Linked DNA regions of Capsicum annuum: regions 1 and 2 are each linked to region 3. A link is a contact called in public Hi-C data. All regions are on one chromosome and are shown on one strand. Each heading gives the region's core, a stretch centred on a gene start, on an enhancer-like site or on the middle of the called end of the contact. The rest is flanking DNA. Distances are from core to core; before and after follow the strand shown.

Evidence for each region. A called contact is a pair of places that touch in the nucleus more often than the background predicts.
Region 1: a Hi-C map of bud shows a contact between it and region 3, with 2.5 times the contacts expected there. The contact joins the promoter of LOC107873109 here to the promoter of LOC107852146 in region 3. A contact is called at or near these places in 3 of 5 Hi-C or Micro-C datasets (bud, leaf and placenta).
Region 2: a contact with region 3 is called in a Hi-C map of placenta, with 3 times the contacts expected there. The contact joins the promoter of LOC107852144 here to the promoter of LOC107852146 in region 3. A contact is called at or near these places in 2 of 5 Hi-C or Micro-C datasets (bud and placenta).

Annotation. Positions count from the first base shown.
Region 1 is chr6:149,649,149-149,653,331 of UCD10Xv1.1, forward strand. It overlaps LOC107873109 (flowering time control protein FPA), which reads right to left and starts at 2,747. Exons shown (of 6, transcript XM_016719838.2): 1 at 2,241-2,747. The coding sequence starts at 2,486.
Region 2 is chr6:150,317,254-150,321,349 of UCD10Xv1.1, forward strand. It overlaps LOC107852144 (polyadenylate-binding protein-interacting protein 11), which reads left to right and starts at 1,329. Exons shown (of 11, transcript XM_016697199.2): 1 at 1,329-1,626; 2 at 1,766-2,347; 3 at 3,036-3,146; 4 at 3,237-3,281; 5 at 3,399-3,471; 6 at 3,562-3,674; 7 at 3,794-3,853; 8 at 3,936-3,983; 9 at 4,071-4,096. The coding sequence starts at 1,847.
Region 3 is chr6:149,911,746-149,915,711 of UCD10Xv1.1, forward strand. LOC107852146 (probable hydroxyacylglutathione hydrolase 2, chloroplastic) reads right to left here and starts at 2,199. Exons shown (of 8, transcript XM_016697201.2): 1 at 2,013-2,199; 2 at 1,373-1,555; 3 at 1-67. The coding sequence starts at 2,069.

The DNA of each region.
Region 1 (4,183 bases), core at 1,497-3,996, 260 kb before region 3:
TTTTAGTATATCTGGACATTAGAAAATACACGAACATTCACACCACATTAGTTTAACAAGAAAAAGATTTAGCCTCCTCCGATAGATAAACATATCATTATTTTGAAGAGAGAGAGAGAGAGAGAGCGCTCTCTAGTCACAGGAATAAGAAGTTGAATTTTTGGTGCTAGGATGTTCATTTTTCCTATCTTCTTAGCAAGTATCAGCTCTTGGTAATAGTTCATGACCTCCTTCATACCCCCCTTTAAATAGTTCCAATTAGAATTTAAAAACTGGATCACCAAACACCCTCTACATCCAAACTTCATACCCATTTTAAGTCCCATAAGTATATACAGGGCGTCGCCGTATATGCATATATTTTCTTTTATCCCAAACATGTTGATAACTGAATAGAGTATCTTAACTTTGCTTCAACCATGTCTATTATTATACGAAGGACTGGTTCTCTTTTATTTCGAAGCAAGGATCTCCAATTAGGTTATAAAACAGGGTCATTTCCAGAAAATATAATTAAGTCTTAATCATACTTTGGGAACTGTAAGGGATCTCCAGAACTTCATTTCCAGGAATTCTTACCCAATAATTATTTTTCATGGAAGTTTACAAATAACGCCTAGATATCAACTGCACATTGTTCTCTCTTTGATTCTTTTCTTTTTTTTTTGGTGGGTTACGGGGACATGACATTTTTATTGCATTTTTTAGTGAAAATTGTCTGAACTGTACGGAACTTTCGGACATGAAGGCATTTCTTATGATGTTTGTCAATTTACAGAACTTTTAACAAGTAACCAATATTCGCTAGAAGAAAACTGTATAAAAATTATATGCAATTCCGTTGCCCATATGCCTAAACAACTGTTCAACTAAAATTAGCATTCATTGTACACAACTACACCTCCCAACGTTGATTAAAATTTTGAACATTCGAGGAAGGACTTGGACTTAAGTCCCCATCAGTTGGAAAGGAGATAAAAATCTATAACATGCAGTGAAAGTGGGTGAAACTCACATCGCAATGGTTATTGCTTTTGGTGGGTAGGAGCAAACAGGGATTAATTGGATGGCATCCAGTTTTAAACAACAACAGTGCCTATTTTTATTTGCAGAACGTGCTCGTGTTCTTGGATATTTGTAGCGCTCGGTACCGTTCAAGAAAAATGCTCTTCTAGAATTGATTTATTCTTTTTGGTTAACCATTGCCAAAACAATATTCGATGTAAGCCTAAAATCCGCACAAAGACTGGAAATTTGAGCACGTTTTGAAGTCTAAATTTCAACGTGCTTAAGCTTTGAAAATCTGAAAAAGGGGCAACTTAATATTTGAAGAAGACCTTTTTGTACTATTTTTCATATCTCAGATCTCAATTAACACCTTTAACCAGTGCAGCCACTTCTTCAAATCACAAGAAAAGTTAATTGCCTTGTCCATTGAGTCGATTGTGTTCAATTAACAAGTACAATATACCAATCACATTCGTATCTGATTATTATTCCTCTTCAACAAATAGATCTGCCAATCGGTTGGAAAGGAATTAATACCAGAAGCATAGATCTTGCAAAGGAATCGAGACGCATAGATCTTGCAAAGGAATCGAATTCCAGACGCATAAAAATTGCAAGATTTTAATGTAAAAATTTATGGAAACGATAATTATACATTGGTTCACTTTGTTCATTGCATTCGATCCAAATCGCGGCACAATTCTCCATCTGTTTATTCTTTTATTTACTATCTAAAAAAGAAATTAATTTTATCTCTTTTTTTTCTATTTTCTACAAATCTACTAATTATCTCGCAGATCTCGTTTGCTTGGTATTTTTATATTTTGCTTTGATTTTGATAAGATTATCTTTTTATTTTTTTCAGGTATTTTGCTTTGATTTTGAGTACATAAAAAACAGAGTGTTGACAATTTACTAACAATAATCAACAAATAATTGATGAAGAAACAACAGAAATCCATATTTTTTCTTTCCAACTAATTTCATCTATATTTTTTTTTCTATTTTATATATTATCTAGCAGATTTCGTTTGTCTGGTTTTTTAATGCTTTCTTTCGATTTTGAGTGTGCTGAAAAAGGCAAGTTCTTCCTCTAGATGATTGGATTGGAAAACACACCAATTGACAATTTCACTAACAATAATCAACAAACAATTAACGAATAAAGAACAACAACAACAAAAATCGATCCGAATCAAACAACGAAGAAACAGAAAAACAAAAACACAAACCGGCTTAGCGTATTCGATCCTAAGTGCATTGCCATGAAAGAAGGATCCTTGTAGTGCATCTTTAGCCTCCTTAGAATCATTGATGTTTTTGAAATACAGAAAACCGAATCCGCGAGAGGAATATGAGGTTACGCTATCAAGCGGGCCGTACTTCTGGAACAAAGAAGTTAGATCGGCATCGGTAACGTCAGGGGCTAAATTACCAACCCATAGATTGTTCGACGGCGTTTCTCCTGGCGGCGCCATAATTCAAACCCTAGAAAATTACTAATCAAACACGAAAAGCGAAACCAAGAAAAAGAACTATTAAATCGAGGAGATAAATTGATGATTGCGAATTTGTAAATGGGCGTTTAGTACAATTACGAGAAGGAGAAAATGAGGCGGCGAATGGAAAGAGGATTGGAAGAATTGGAGAGGTCGATGTAAATCCAAAAGTTATAGGTGTGGTCACATGAGCTTCGGTTGTATGCATACAACAACCCTAATGTATTCCAACCTAATGGGTCCTCGGAGGTAGAGCACATGCACATCATGCCACTATTTTAAATAAAATAGAAAGGTTATTTTTGATAGAGGTTATTTTCAATAGATCCTCAGCTTAGAATTAATAATAGTATAATAAATATAAAAAATAAATGGATACAAACTAGTATAGTACATAAAATAAACTAATATTATAACAAATATAAAAGATAAGTGCATAATAAATTAGTATGGGATGAAAAAAAGTCAACACCAGTAATCCAACAACTACAGCCTAATACTACGAACCAGAAATTTCAGATCCAAAGAAGCACTCCTCTATTACTATTGCCGCACTCCCACCCCTAACCCCTAATTCGCGTCCTCCACACCTTCCTATCAAGGGACATATTCTCTGTAAGCTGTAATTGCTATATATCATGCCTGATCATGTCCCTCCAATATTTCTTTGGTTTATCTCTAGCCCGCCTAAAATCGTCCCAAATTACCCATTTTAAATTGAGATGACACATTAAATAAAAAAATAATTAATAACATGGCTAGTTTACCATAGTGTCCCTATTAAATGATGTTTATATTTTAATCTGAAGAAAAAATAATTAATGCAAAATATAAAACATAAAAAAAAAATTATCTTTTCTTGATTAATAAAAAAAAATTATGAAAAATGGAAAATTAAATTAAAAAATTTGGGACGGAGGGAGTAATAATCTATCTACATTTGCATCTAAATTATAGGGTAGAATAAACATATTTCAAAAATTATAAAATCCTAAAATAATTGATAAGTAAAGAATATATGGTAAGATATTAAAAAAAAGTCATTTAATTATTTTATTTATTTATTATATGACGAAAAAAGTCAAAAACATCCTTCAAATATTGAAATTGATTCAAAAATATCATTTGTTAACCTATTGGGCTAGAAATATCCTTCAATTATTGAAAGAAAAATTGTAGAAAGTAACAATACTAAGACTATAATTACAATAAATAACAACACCTTTACAAACTTACATTTTATAACAAAATTATCATTTTTTTGTTCATTAACTACACAGGCGCTGTTTCACTCCACATACTTTACCTTTTCCTATTTTCATTCCATTATTTCACTTTTCTCCAATGTAACTTATCTTCTACTTTTTTTTTTTTCCTATTTTCCTCAAATTGTTGATAAATATTGTGCTCCATCAAATAAGATAAATTGATATTTACAGTGATTGCATGTTATCTCTTTCATATAATTTATATATTTTATATATTTTATATTATTTTATTCAACCATTGTTCTTTCTTCTTTTTTTTTTGGCCCGGGGGGAGGGGGGTGTTTGTGAATCTTTTTGTTGAAAGAGTGTGGAAGTCTGTTATAATGGCAGAACACACATATTATAGAAGTTCAAATAGAGGTATACCACCTCTGAATTTAGTTTCTAATAATCCACCATCATTTAGTC
Region 2 (4,096 bases), core at 79-2,578, 400 kb after region 3:
AAGTCTATTTTTGTGGTTTTCTTATTATATTTTTTCTTTCTTGTTTAGGAGTTAATTCAATTCGTTTTAACTGGTTAATAAGTTCTTCTATTTCAAAGTTATTTTTTGGTGGCTCTTGAGCTTCTTTAGTTTTTATTAGGATGTCTATTTTCTTATGTAGTTCAGATAATTCCGGTTCTTCCTGAAAAGGTTTTTGAGTTTCTTTGCCTTTAATTAAAATGTCTATCTTTTTGTGTAAGTCTAATAATAACTCTATTATGGTATTATTTTGTTTTAATAAAATTTTATCTGTTATACTTGAAGGTATATGCTTAGATAATCCTTCTGGTTCGCTATGATAACTTTTTGATTTTTCTAATGCTTTACTATAATTTATATCTTCTTCACTCATGAAAGTGATATTTCTTCTAATCTTTTTGTTATTTCTTGCAAATCTTTGATTTCTATTGTTATATTTTCTACTTGTTCTATAAGCTTAGATATTAATTGAGTTGTTTTTACTTCTAATTCTTTAGGTCTTTCTATTATAGTTTTTATTAGCTTTTCAATTTTTAATTTTGTAGGTATTTTCTCTAAATTAAATTTGTGATTTAAATACTGAATTTTTCTGTCTATTTCTATTTCTTGTGACTTTAAATAATCTAAATTTTGTTCTATCTTATCTAGTATCTTTTTATGTTTATTCTAAGTAACTTCAATTTCTTCTAAAATTCTTATTATACTATTATCTTTTTTCTGAATTTTTTTGCTTGAATTTATTAAAAAATCTATTATTGTATTATATTGTTTATCTTCTGAATGTAAAATATATTCACCCTGGTTGAAATTACACCTTAGAGTGAAATTATCTTTTAACACTCTATATTTTTTTTTTGGTTAAAATCTAAGATTTAAGTAATCGAGGCGTTTTAAAGAAGTTATCTTGTTATCCTAAGTGGTTTAAGTTAAAGTATTTTTTACTTAGCTTAGTTTGATATTTCAATCTACTATTAGTATAGGTTATATCTAATTCTACTTCTTGTATATTTTCTATCAGCCTAGATTTTTCACTAATTAATGCTTTTTTATAATAATTAGATGTTATGGTAATTATTTCGTCTGTTTCTTTAAAGTTTAGAATATCTATTTCTAAGTTTATTATTTCTTTATTTAACAACTCTAGTCTTTCTACAAATTATTTCTGTATTTTTACAAGTTGATGTTTATAAGCAAATTCTCTATAATATTAACGTTGTATTTCTTTAATACACTTAATATATCTTATTGACATTTAATATGCTAATTGATAAGATTTTCTATTAATACGTTCTTTAAGCCACCTTATTCCTAAATCAATTTTTATTTATTCGGAACGTAAGTGCAAGAAAGTCCAAAAGGAAGTGGAGCAAAACGGACGATCCGAAGTATCCACTTCTCTCCTCTTCTCTTCTCTTCTCTCCTCTCTCTCTTGCTATAAACTAGTGGAGTTAGTACAATTATTTCATATCTTTTCTCTCTCTTCAGACTCAGTAAAAATTACACTACACACACTCCAACAAAGAAAAAAAAGAATCTTGATTTTTCATTCTTCAGCTGACGATCTTGGAATTACTGTTTTTTCTTATCAATGGATGTCATTTAGAAAGGGTACGATTAATTTCCTTCTTTCCCTTTAATATATTTCCTGATTTAATAATAAATTCAAATACCCAGCTTGATCTTCTTGAAATAATAAAGGTATCATCTTTATTTATTTGTTTTGTTTATTTTTGTTTTTGGGGTTTAGACAGAAAAGGGTACAAGAAAAGGACAAAAAAGGAGCATTATTTGACAGTGTCAGATAGAGTTTTGTTGAACCTGAACCATCATGGCTGTGGTTGAGAATGCTGCTATTAACGTTGTTGACAGAATTGTGCAGAAAGATGTTGTTGTGGTTGTCGATCATCAGTCAGTGAAAACGAAACAACAGAATGGTGTGCAGAGGTCAAAGGTACCAAATGATCAGAATTTCCAGCAAGAACCCGAGAAAGCTAATGGAATTCAGCAGCAACAACAACAGCACTGCGTCAACGGTAATGGAGTTGATCACAGTATTGAGCATCAGAAAATGAACGGTGTTGATTTAAGGAATGGAGGGGTGGTTGATGGCGATGGTGGCGATGAAGGGTTTAAGAAGGAGATGAGGGATTTGGAAGAAATGCTTTCCAAATTGAATCCCCAGGCTGAAGAGTTTGTGCCACCATCACTGGCTAATAACAACATGCTAGTGCCATTTCCACCCGGCACAATGCATTTTGGCTTTGATGCTAACAATTTTCTAATGCAGATTGACCAAGGAGGAGTTGCCAATGGAAATCCCAACAAAAGGGTATCAATTGAACATCGTTTCCTTTCTGGTTTATCATGTTTTTGTTTTGTTTGTTGCTGTGGAATATGGATATGGTAGGTACTCCACTTTTAATCTTGTGACTGATCAGAATTATCTTTAGTTTGTTAGGTGTAAGATGATCACTCGGAGGACATTTCATATAGTCCAATTGTTATAATAATAAGGGCAGCCCGGTGCACTAAAGCTCCCATGAGCAAGTGCATAAATATACTCCTGAAAGATAAAGTGGATATAGGAACTTGTGTTGTTGCGAGCTATCTGGTTGTAAATATCTTTGGATCTCTTCAATTTGAAATTCGATTTGAAACAAAGATGGAAGAGTTTGAGGGTTATCAAATGATACATAGTGCGATACAGTTAAAACAAAGAATTATAGTAAGAATAGATACCTTGGATACAGGTGAACTTCTCAATGGATTTTCTATCTGCTCCGCGTGGAATTTGGGGAAGGGCCGGACGACAAGGGTCTATAATAATATAGATCAATTGTTATTCTGCATAAAAGTGATTGGAGGGTTTTAGTCCTTGTAGTGTTAAAGTTGAGTTTCTTTTGTTCTTTCTCTACCATTTATTTCGGAAAAAGAAATCTTCTCTGTTTTGTTTTTTTGTAATATTTCTATGTCCGTGGATTTGAGCTGATTAGTGGAGTTTTAAATTGTGTGTACAGAAGAAGAACGGTTATGGTTATGGAAGGAGAAGGATGAATACCCGAACAGGCATGGCCCAAAGGGAAGATGTTATAAGGAGGACGGTTTATGTATCCGACATTGATCATCAGGTAAAATAGAGAGGTCCAATGTTATTGTTAATTGGGTTACTGCACCTTTATCGTTTTTATTTTAATAATTCTGTTTCTTCTTTTGTGTAGGTTACTGAAGAGCATCTCGCAGCACTCTTTCTTAACTGTGGACAGGTGGATGTCTATCGGTTATTTCAAGCTTCTGTACTCATTTGTGATTATTGTCTTGCCTTTTAATTATGTTGAGGAAATGTTTTATTTCCATATCTGTCTAACCTTGATGCGCTGAAGGTTGTCGACTGTCGTATATGTGGTGACACCAATTCTGTACTTCGATTTGCCTTTATTGAATTTACAGACGAAGGTAGCGTGACATGATTATTTCTTTATATATTTGGCCAGAAAGTTAGGGTACTTGTTCTCTAACACACATTTTCCGCAATGTGTCATGCAGAAGGTGCAAGGACTGCTCTGAGTCTTGCAGGAACTATGCTTGGGTTTTATCCCGTGAGAGTGCTTCCTTCTAAAACTGCGATTGCACCGGTTAATCCAACCTTTCTTCCAAGGGTGAGGAAATGTGGCTACATGTAGTTTACCTTTTGTAATAGTGTCCTAGCCCCTAGGAGTGGCAAATGCATACTTAGTGCTGCTAATACTAAAGTTTTTACGTTTTGTGCTGCTGCTAGTCTGAAGATGAAAGAGAGATGTGTGCTAGAACTGTATACTGTACAAATATTGATAAGAAGGTAATTTTGGGTTTATAATTCACTTTGTTGATGGACATCAATGAAGAAAAATATTTACGACTTGTATGTTTGGATGAAGCAGGTTACTCAAGCAGATGTCAAGCTGTTCTTTGAGTCCTTGTGTGGAGAGGTTTGTAGCTGCTCATGTAACAAGTCTGACGTGCTGTTCCTTCTTAAAATCCTAACTCTATGTTATGGATTTTCTTCTCTAACATAGGTTCATCGCCTGAGGTTGCTTGGTGA
Region 3 (3,966 bases), core at 949-3,448:
CAACACCAACTGTACCAGTATCCACATCATGCAATAGATATGCATAATTATCCTGGAGACATGGTACCTGATAATTGACAACAGAAAAGATCAGCAAAACGTATCAGGGTTTCTCAACATAGAGTTGGAGAGCCTTGTTACACTATGAAGTCAAGATGATGATTTTCTTTTATTCTCTCTTGTTCTGAAAAAGGAAGGCATAGAGGAAAGGAAGTCGAAGAGAAGCAGAAATTGTCTCGCCCAGGAGGTGAGTAGAGTTGAGAACAAAGAAAAGACAGAAATTATATTGTTCTCTCAACAAGTAAATCTGCCAAAAAAGCTTTCCCATCTTTCCCACCCATAATGGAAGTAGCATAGTACCATTTTTTGAGCTGAGACTTATTTGATCATGTACTAACAACACTAATATACGGGCATTTTGCCTTTTAATTTGTTGAGAGAGGTAACAGTGAAGGAGCATTTTGCCTATCTATAGTAAAATTTAGACAAAAAGGATGTTCTCCAGTAGAAAAAGAGAGCAGATCTGCAAACCAGAGAATACAAGGCATTGAATAAAGGAATTGCTAGTCAAAAATTTCATCAGATTGCACATACAAGTTCGAATGTCATGAGCGCTCCAAAAGTCAACTAAATAATAATGAAGCTGGAATAAGCTACAGCCCACATTAGAGCATGCGGGACAACTACCCAGGTTCTCCTATTTATTCCTATAGTATACAAATAGTTACGGTTGTGCAGCAGTTAATTCAGAAATAGTGGGGGAAACCAGATTATTCTGTTTTGAATAACTATATGAAATGTCATACAGTAAAGTCCTTTTGAAATGCTCTACATGAGGCAACATAATCCCTTTTTTGTCCAACTAGGCAAGATCTAGACCTTCGACAAGTCAATGAAATGCACAAAAATCCCCAGGATGATTAGGACACAGTGTGTATTAACTGTAACAGCTAACTATCATTAATTACTGTGATTCCAGGGTACTAGGCCAAATTTTAGAAACACAAAGGAAGATTAATACCACATTGCAAAGCCACCCAGTCACACAAAGGCGTCTTCATATAAAGCAAACAATTTTTCTCATTGCCGAAATAAGATGCTCTTTCTTTCTGATCTGCTTGAACAATTTTAAATCCTCGGGAATCAGTTATTCCTATCCCAATCACTCATTCAAGATAATTTACATAAGAAAAAAAGACATTCAATGATTTTCCAAAGCCACTGATAGGTGAAATCAAGCAACAAATGACACATTAATAGGAGTGATTGGATGTACCCAAAGTTGAAATCAAGAAACAGATGACACTATTAAAATGAAGTCAAAAATTGCTGTATACATAGGCGCCTAAAATGCAAGTTACAATGGACTCACCAGTTCGATTTGCAAAGTTGAAGAGGTACTGGTGATGCTACAGAGTTTAGAAACACCAAGTGTTCGACTAACACCACGTATGGTCTTGAATGGCATTGAAAAGAGCTGCATAAACCCATAGAGGAGATTCTTCCTAAGAGAAAGTTGCCTCATGCCAGGCCATACACAAACCCCTGTCCGGGACTAACAAAACCAACAAATACAACTAAGTCCAAAATGCAACCAAAAAAATGAACTAATTAAAGCACCACGTGCAATAAAATGTGTCCCTTTTTAATTAAAACCCTAGTTATGAATTGCATTAACTGAGTTCAGATAAAATTAATACACAACTTAGAAAAAAACAATCCTTCAAAATCAAGACCTAACATACTAATTATCAAAACAACATAGAAATTATCGAAAGCTAATTAAGCAGTGAAAAAGATGTTGATTGTATAATTAATAACTCAACAAATTCACACATCTATCGGTGCTTAAATTAAACAGTTGATGAACACTTCACATCAAATTCACAAACATACAAATTTTATTAAGGAAAAAAAAAACATAGTCCCCCAAACTATGAACAAATTTATATAGTATAATTGAGAGTATTAGAGTAAGAATAAGTATAGAAAAGGGGAGAAGGGAAGTAAACCTTAGAACAAGGGAAGGAAGCCATGGCTGAAGGTGCAATTCTATAAAAGGTTTGCATAATTTGGCATGTAAAGAAAGAGGTGTGTAGAGGAAGGAATGCAATAGTGTGGAGGGGTGGGGGGTTGGTTGGGTTGGCACACGCTTTCACACGCAGGTTGTTTTCAGACTTTATTATCTAGAGGTTGCTTGGTACTACCGTTGGAGAATTGCTTATTTAATAAATACTTTTATAAAATAATTTTTTTAAAAAATATTTTTTAAAAAAATATATTTAGTAAATTTATTTGAAAAATAATTTTAATAAATAAATTGTATTTGAATAATATTTTTTAAGAAAAAATTTTGAGAGACAAATGATTAAAAAGGACGTGCATCAATAAATTTTTATTATTAAAATTATTTTACAGAAAATATTTATTATAGTATTTTTAATTAAACTTTTATTTTTATTTAATTAAAAGTACTTACTATAAAATTTCAATCAATATTTATATAGGTAGAAACGTTCAAAAAATTAAATAATGATATATTACTTAAATAATTTAAATATTGCCTAAAAACATCAAATAAGAATGAATTTAAAAATTATTTCATAAATTAAATCACTGTATATAAAAAAATCTTCACATAATAACAAATATGTCACCTTTTATGATAATTAAAATTAAATATTCGAGAAAATATTTACAAGTGTTGCCAAAATATCATTTGATCAACGTGATTCGTCTGATATTTACTATCATAATAATATAAATAAAGAGTTATATATTCTTTGATCATCTTCATTAATGATATTTTAAATTTTATTCAAAGAAAATAAAATAAAAAATTATGATGTAAATATGAAGTATAAAATTTTAAAATAGAACTTATAAGACATGTTAATTAATTAATAATGTATATGTGTGTGTGTGCGCGCGCATGTGTATAAGTGATAAGGATATTATTGTCATAAAAAATAATTTTCTACTTCTGTTTCTGTTTTTTTTTTTTTAAAACATAAATTTTTTGCTTTTTTCCAAAAACAGAAAATCTGTTTCTGCACTTTTACAAGTTTACCAAACACTTATCTTTTTTAAAAAAAAAAAAATCAAAAAAAATGCTTTTTTTTAGAAAAAAGCAACGTCAAACAGGCTATTACTCACTTCTATAATACTTTATTACTACTCCTTAATTATCACAAAAAAGGGATAATAGAATATGATATGTTTTCTATAGTAAGTGCAAGTCACATTAAGACTGGCGATGAATAAAAGAAGAAAAGAGGTCAGAAATACCGTTCAAGTATTGAAATTAGTTTTAAAATATCATTCATTAATCTTTTGGGTCAAAAATATCCTTCAAGTATTGAAATTAGTTCAAAAATACCCCTTCACCTACCTTTATGGCTCAAAAATACCCCTTGCAACTAACAATTTTTTAAAGGAAAAAGGGTTTTGATTAATTGGTTAAGTTTGCCCTTCGTTATACTTTATGGTCATTTATACCCTTGTTGTCACGAAAGTTAACACATATACCCTCAAAACTAACGGTGTGTCCCAAATTGATCAAAATTAACTGATTTCAATTTTAACCTGACCCGATTCACAAACTACCGACTCAATACCGTCTAATTTAACCCTTTTCCATCATATTTCTCTTCCCTTCTTCACCTCCATTTTTTTTTTTTTTTAACTTTCAAAGAATACAATGCAAATGACCAACCATGGAAGGAAAATACAATGCAAACCTCAAATGGACTTAATATTGTATCAATATCAATATCAATATCGATATCAATATCAATATCAATATCAATACAGTGTTGATAAACATGGACGCCGTCGAATTCCAATGCAAACCTCTACCTTTTTTGCGGATGTGCCAATGATTTTGAAGTGATGATGGCGGTGGCGGTGGCTCTCCGACCTTCTTCACATACCAGCTGATGAACTAGACAGTGGCTATCGACTTTC